2 separate regions of the Mus musculus genome follow, and region 1 is linked to region 2. The links are chromatin contacts, called in public promoter capture Hi-C maps. All regions are on one chromosome and are shown on one strand. Each heading gives the region's core, a stretch centred on a gene start, on an enhancer-like site or on the middle of the called end of the contact. The rest is flanking DNA. Distances are from core to core; before and after follow the strand shown.

What was found. Promoter capture Hi-C pulls out the DNA fragments that hold promoters and counts their contacts.
Region 1: a contact with region 2 is called in a promoter capture Hi-C map of liver, with 2.4 times the contacts expected there. The contact joins two enhancer-like sites. A contact is called at or near these places in 1 of 39 promoter capture datasets (liver) and 2 of 9 other capture datasets (adipose tissue and liver).

Annotation. Positions count from the first base shown.
Region 1 is chr5:86,936,444-86,939,846 of GRCm38.p6, reverse strand. No RefSeq gene overlaps it. Among named protein-coding and RNA genes, the nearest start is that of Gm24121, 9.1 kb to the right of the region's middle. Within about 2 kb of position 1,421, at least 2 of the 459 cell types and tissues checked have an H3K27ac peak or open chromatin away from gene starts, as enhancers often do. A contact at or near this core is called in liver, where this site is marked.
Region 2 is chr5:86,724,475-86,728,084 of GRCm38.p6, reverse strand. It overlaps Tmprss11e (transmembrane protease, serine 11e), which reads left to right. Exons shown (of 10, transcript NM_172880.2): 2 at 688-812. Among named protein-coding and RNA genes, the nearest start is that of Tmprss11e, 20 kb to the left of the region's middle. Within about 2 kb of position 2,279, at least 8 of the 459 cell types and tissues checked have an H3K27ac peak or open chromatin away from gene starts, as enhancers often do. A contact at or near this core is called in liver, where this site is marked.

The DNA of each region.
Region 1 (3,403 bases), core at 172-2,671, 210 kb before region 2:
TGTTTGTCCAGGATCCACATTTTCCCATGTAGTGGTTCACACTCTTCTCTAACCCCAGTTCCAGTGATTCCAATGACATATACTGCCCTATCTAGCAACTAAAGTGTTGGACAGGCATTCTTGTAGGCCAAACATTCACACATGCAAAATTAATGAAAACTTAAAAGAGTGTGTGAATTTCTTGCAAGCTTCTACATTGGATATTGCTTGTGTTTCCCAAGCTCACCAAAAACATTCCCACATTTGCCAGCCTAGCAGTTATCACAAAGCTCCTGCACAGACTTTCCTAGGTGGATGTCACCAGAAGGAAACCTGACTCAGTCATCACAACATTTCTAGGCCGAGCTGATGATATGCTATGAGCACTTTGGTTGAGACCACAAAAGGACCTTATGTTTCAACACCATCCCCAAACACCAAGGCAGAGCTCCAGGGATGGCGCGGCTAGAGGAGCCCCGAATGAAGCAGACTAGATGACATCAGACAGAAACAGAAAAGTCAAAATAGTATCTCCAACTCCTATGACCATAGTCCTGTGGAAATGTTCTACACTGAAAATACTAAGATGAACCATAGAACACTGCTTCATTGCTTCCACTTTTGGCAAGTCTATTAATATTAATATTAATATTTTCTGGAACCATGGGTGTCACACTGCAGGAAAAGGGTTACCCGTGGTCACATACAAGTAAAATCATCTGAGTTCTGTGTTACTTTATAAAGAAGCATGTGTGGATATGTAGGAGCATTATCCACTTTTAATTATTAATATTTTATAAAGGTCTAAAATATCAAAGCCAGTGCTAAGTCACACAAATTCATTAACAATAAAATTTTTGCTTTTTTTATTTATGACTGCAAATTTAAAAGGATAATCCAATTTGTATTTTAATGAACAAATCCTTTAGCATTTGATTATCTGTAGCAGAAGTCAGAATATGATTCATATAATGGGCAATAAAAGCAAGAGCAAGAGGAGGGGGATAATGACTAGACTATAAAAAAGATTGAAGGATAATAATAATAGTAATAATAGTGATAAAAAGTAAGAGCAAACTATTTGCTTTAGTTTACTCCTTAAAGCAGTAGCAATAAACTTTTGACATGAACTTGGCCTATTGGTCACAGTTTCTTTCTTTTTTTGTTGTTTGTTTCAAGGAAAAAGAAAGAGACTTATTTTCCAGTATGTTGGGGTCAGCTGTCAATCTGTCCCTCAAGGCTAGTGATGAGAAGGTGACCCCGAATGGCTATTACAAGCAATTTTTATACTTTTTAGGGGCACAGGCTACATCAGGAAGATTACAGTTCAAAAGTATTGGCTAAGCATATTGACCAATAAATCTATTATCTAGCAAGCATGAAAGGCATTTGAACTCTAACTGGAACTTTTCAGAGGGTCAGGTGACTATAGGTCAGTACATTCTGAGACTTTTTACTCCAGAATGTTCCTCTGGGTGGAGAATGGAGCTTGGCCTAGCCTTGACCCCAGGTAGGAAGGGGAAGCTGTAAAGAGGGAGCGGGACTGGACAAAGACCTTAGGGTCCCTCATTACCCCCTTTTTCTTGTACAAGCTCTAATCCTGGAGCTACACTCAGGGGTCTGGAGTAATTAACTGATATCCTTCAGGTCCTATGCTCAGGATATCATAGTGTTGGCACAAGACCATCAGCTGTACTGCTCTTATTTTCTCTTTTATGAAGACTATATGCTTGCTTGCTTGTTCAATATGCAGGTTCCAAAGGTCAACAATAGCAGAACAATTAGGGGTCCTAACAGGGTAAGTATAAGGAGGGTTAAACAAGGGGGAGTGAAACCAAAATTCTAAACCAGTCCTGACTCTTTGCTCTTTCTTCTGCTTGGTGAGCTCTTCTCTCACCTTGACCATTGAATCTTTAACTACCCCGGGAATGGTCTCCAGTATGTGCTTCCTAGTGTTTCACATCCCCAGGTAGCACAGAAAAAGTGATTTCTTCCCCCCCACCTCACAACACTGGTGGGCCTGCTGATAGCTTTTCCCATCTCGAGGGCACACATATATGGGGGTTTCTTGAAAGTTATTCAACTTCAAATGTTCACACCATAAGCCCAACCCTCCAAAGCCACTTCTCGGACATAGTTTAGATCCACTAGTCCCTCATTTCCCACATCTGTGTACTCCCTTGCCCTGTGTCTCTAGGGTGGGGATATCCCAGGAGTCAAAACCCACTCCTAACTTACAGAGATCAAAGACAAGATCTGGCCACCAGATGTAAGGTGGGTGTTTGTCTACAGTACACCAAGCTATATCCTCAGAGTATGTTGCAAGTCACTTTGGTATGGCTTTGGGGGTTGCTGAGGCCCAGCACCAGAAGGAAGATACACCATAACCATCTCATGGTTTCTCAGGCCTTACAGATGGGCAGGTGATCTTGAGCTTGAGGGGGTTGTTTGTGAGTCTGGCTGCTATCCAGTTGGTGTCAGATGCAGGTGCTAGTATGACATGAGTTATATGAACCTAGGCAGTTACTCTATCCAATTTTCTGGAGGTTGGTACGGTCAACAACACCAGGTATGGCCCTTTCCACTTGGCTTCCAAGTTTTCAGCATGATGCCTCTTAACATATATCCAATCTCCAACTTGGTAGTCCTGTGGAAACTCTGGGATACCTGCATTATACAGGGCACTAAGTTTAGGCCACAATTCCTGGTGGCTGATATGGAAAGCTGGCAATCAAGCCATAAGATCTTTGTCAGCCTAAAAAGTCACTCTGGGGGTAGGAGAGGTCAAGAACTGGGTTCTTGGAAACTGGACCATCAGCTTAGAGGACGACCTAGTGTTGCGCCCCTGTGTCCACCAGAAACTGAGTGTGTTTCCCCTCCACTATCAGAGTTTCTCTGGATTCAGGGAGGGGGTCTGAACCCCATCTCCATTAATCACTGTCATCACCCAGGGTTAACACCTTTGCCTTTTGGGGGTGTTTTTCCAAGCCTTCAATTTCCCACCCCCCTGCTTCTGTTTGTTAATGCACTTTCAAGTCCAATGGCCCCTCTCTTTGCAATATGTGCACTGATCGGTTTAAAGGGGTTTTCTATATCTCTTTGGTTGGAGTCTCTCTTTTCTGCTTTCCCTAACTACTGTAGGCAAGATTCTCTGTAAATTCATTTCCTGTCACCTTTCTAGTTTTTTCATTTTCCTTTTATCTTCTTCTTCCTTTCTCTTTCTCTGTTCCTTTTCTTCCTCTTTCTCCCTGTTATGGTAGACTTTCTCAGCAACCTGCATGAAATCCTTCAATGACTTATCTTGTAGTCCCTCTAGCCGTTGAAGCTTTATCCTGATATCTCTACTCACCTGGTCTATAAAAGCCATAATCTCAGTAGCTTTGTGCTCCTCGCTGCTGGAGTTATATGGACAGAATGCCTCCAT
Region 2 (3,610 bases), core at 1,030-3,529:
TGGTTGGCAACATTAACAACCAAGCCAGAGTCTGGTCTACAACCAGGGATTAGGACTGTGTTTGGAGGGGAAGATAAAAGTCACACAGAAAGGGCTCCCCTGCCGTCACTGAAGCTAACAGGCAAATATTACTGCAAACACCTGGGTTCTTCCGAGGTCTTCCATAATCCCACCTGTGCATTTTCAAGGTCTGGTTTGGAGTTTAATCATAAAATTAGAAGGCAAGTCGAATTTGATCTGCAGCGTGGTACACAGTTGAGGTTTTACTACACTTCATAAGCCACTTAAAAATCCATTGTCTAGAAATAGACTTAACAATGTATAGCTCTATGGTGTTCTACTCTGGAGCTTAGTCACAGATTGTTGGACACATGACAGCTAGCTCTTACAGAAGCCTCATGTACGGTTGTCACTATTTTACATATAGGACTTTTGTTTAGTCCTAATAAATAAGGGCCAATAACGATATAAGGACCATTACTATCATCTTGGTTTTGTAAGAAAACAAACAAACAGAGGCACAGAGGAACCAAATTACTTGCCCAAGCTTGGGCAGTCAGAAGTAGGACTCCTGTCAGCAGCTGGAAAGCCAGGCAGCACGCTGTCATCTGAAGGCTTCTAACTTGCCTAGGGTGCGGAGGAGGCATGCACTTGCGTATAACCCACCCCCTTTCCTTTCTTCCTCAGGTCATGTGTGGTGAGGGCCAGGAAGAGAACGTGTGTGGAGCCCTGGGTTATCGGCATCATTTCTTTTTTATCCCTGATTGTCTTGGCAGTGTGCATTGGGCTCACTGTTCACTATGTCAGATACAGTAAGTATGAGCGACTCTGGCGTCACGTGACCCGTTCCAATTGTTCCTCATGGAATTTCCTGTTTTGGCTTGCCTCGGGGCTGTTTCTTCATCACTGTGATTTATTTGCATTAGCTAAGAACTCTTTCAATGCTTACTCTTTTTATTTCAATAATCCTCAGAAACCTAGGAGAATCCTTCCTTTCATCTTCGATGTAACAGTGTTTCCTATAGGAGTAGAATGCTACTTTTCAAAATAACTGGGAAGTGACAAAGGAATCTTCAATACGGGAAGACGACAGGTTAGCTAGAATACAATGTCTTGAGCTGAGGTCTTAGAATACAATAATAACCTTGATTTAAAAAAATGTCAACTTTATCTAAATCTTAGCATTCCAATAAATGAACTACACATTAAAATAAATATCTTGTAGGGCTGAGCTCCGCTCTGTACTAGGTTGGAGACGTGTTCACAATGGTGTATTGCTAAATAAGTGCCTATGTCATTGAAAGTCTCATCTTGGGATGTTGGTGATGACAGAGGTCAAGGTATACTGATGTTCATTCTGAGGAGGCTCCCTCTGTTGTTAGGAGGTTTCTCACTGCCAGATGAACTCCTAGTTGCTGTTATTAATCAGGTGCCCAGGGGACTACAGATATAACAACCCTTCTGAAGTTTCCCTATACTGTTCCTCGGGTTTTAATTAGTTGACTCAACTATGATCTCTTAGTTTAATATTTCCCTGTGTGACTAGATTTTGTTTTGATATTGAAGGCCCTGAAACCATAGAAGCGAATCACTTGAATCTAATTTAATTGGGAATTTGAAGAAGGTGTTTTCGTGTACAGAGGAAGAGTGATCTGTAATCTGATTATCTTCCTCTACTATCTACCAAGTACAACGTCAATTTTCAAAACAAGATAGATACATCTTTTTTGGGTGGTTTAAAGAAAAATAATGCTCAAAAAATATCTTTGGGTGGTGTTTATACACATGCTGGTTTGTTTTTTTTTTAAATTGAGGTTTCTTTATTTTGATAATAGAGATTTCTCTGAAATAGTTTTAATACAAAAGAGTTGCTAAAATAACATTACAGTACAGATTGGTTCTGAATATACTGAGCCTCATTATGTTGTAAGCATTGTTATTTCTCTATGCATGTAGAAGGCTATGACTTACTCATTTTTATATTTCAAAAAAATTTGAAGACTCTTGGCATATATCAGGTGCATTATATATTTTTATTCAATACTAAGTGATAAAAAACAAATGACATACTTTTAGGACTGTCTGATTTCATAAGAAAGCCCTAGAAATGTTAGAGGCTTGATCCCTTTTTGTGATAGAAAAAAAAATGCTTCTTCCTCTATCTCCTTTACATTTTCCCAAGCCAGGTTTTGTAAGATTATGGGTCTCATGCCTGTGTACACTGAATACTGGGTCACATTTCCCAGTATCTGGTTCCAGTGTCATGCCGCTTGGGTGATCAGTTCAGAAACTGTAACACATAATTCCCAGTACCCACACAGCACACCTGAGTAAACAAGGCTTCTTGTACGTTACTATTTTGTATGTATGACTTACCGTCTGGGTGTGGAAACTAACAACAGATTAGACAAAACAATGGGCAGTTACGAACTCACATGCCAAACTCAACAGATGTGTTACAGAGTAAATAGGAATGTGCCCAGATTTGGAAAAAACATCGCTTTGAGCCTCTCTTTTCAAAGCCCAGGACAGCTGAGAATTGTTTGTCTAACTCCGGTTAAGTGCCTTCAGGGCTTTCTTTACACTTCTCTGTGCTGTGAGTGTGTTAGTGAACAACATCACTGCAAGTTGTAGAATTACAAGCCTGTGAAAAAATTATCAACAATTCATGGTCATCCATATTTTTACCATATTCATATTTGTTAAATTACAAGAGCTAGCATATAATACCAGAAGCTTTATATTATGAAAACCTTGTGGCCTATTTACAGAGAAAAGTCCAATATTGAGTACACAAATTGTTTCTGTGGTTGATCCATGTGAAGTACTGATAGTTGATCATGCTTTGCCTGATCAAATGATGCAATCTATAATTAAAAAAAAAACTATGCTTCAGTGACTAGAGGGACCTCTTGTCCTCTTCTGAATAACATTACTACTTAATATGTGATTAATTATTGGCTACATCAACATCAGCTTGGAAGAAGAAAAAAGAGCCTGAGTCTGGGTGAAGCATAGTCCATTTTCTTACAATAACTATTTTTCAATGGTCTTAGGTTATTATTATATTTATAAGGATTGGCACAATGTCTATCACAGAAATGTAATAGGCATTACTGAAGGTAGACACAAGTCTCTGACTCTTTTGTATGCAAAATGGGAAAACTATACTACATTAACTCTACAGTAGGTCAACAAAGCAGGTTGTGTGAATTGGCAGCAGAAACAGGGCACAGTGGATAAGAAGCAGACAAGACATCCCCTAAGCCCAGTGGGCAAAAATAAGGTCTGTGACAAAGGAGCTTAGTGAACATACTTATTGTCTTTGGAAGGTTATTCCAGGTGGCAATTCTAGCTCTCTAAATTTCTATTTTCTGAATTCCTACCCTCATTCCTTTCCATCTCCGGCAAAAATTCAATTTTCTCACAGTGGAGTCCAGAATTAATGAATAGTTTATTGAATGGGGGTGGGGTGGGTTGTCTACTTCTTTAATATAAAATAATTCAGCCCTGGGCAGCTTCTGAATGATGTGTTCATCCACATGGCATGGCTGGCTATCCTTTGGGCTAACCAGGGAGTGGATAACATGTGAGTAATTAGCTCACAGCT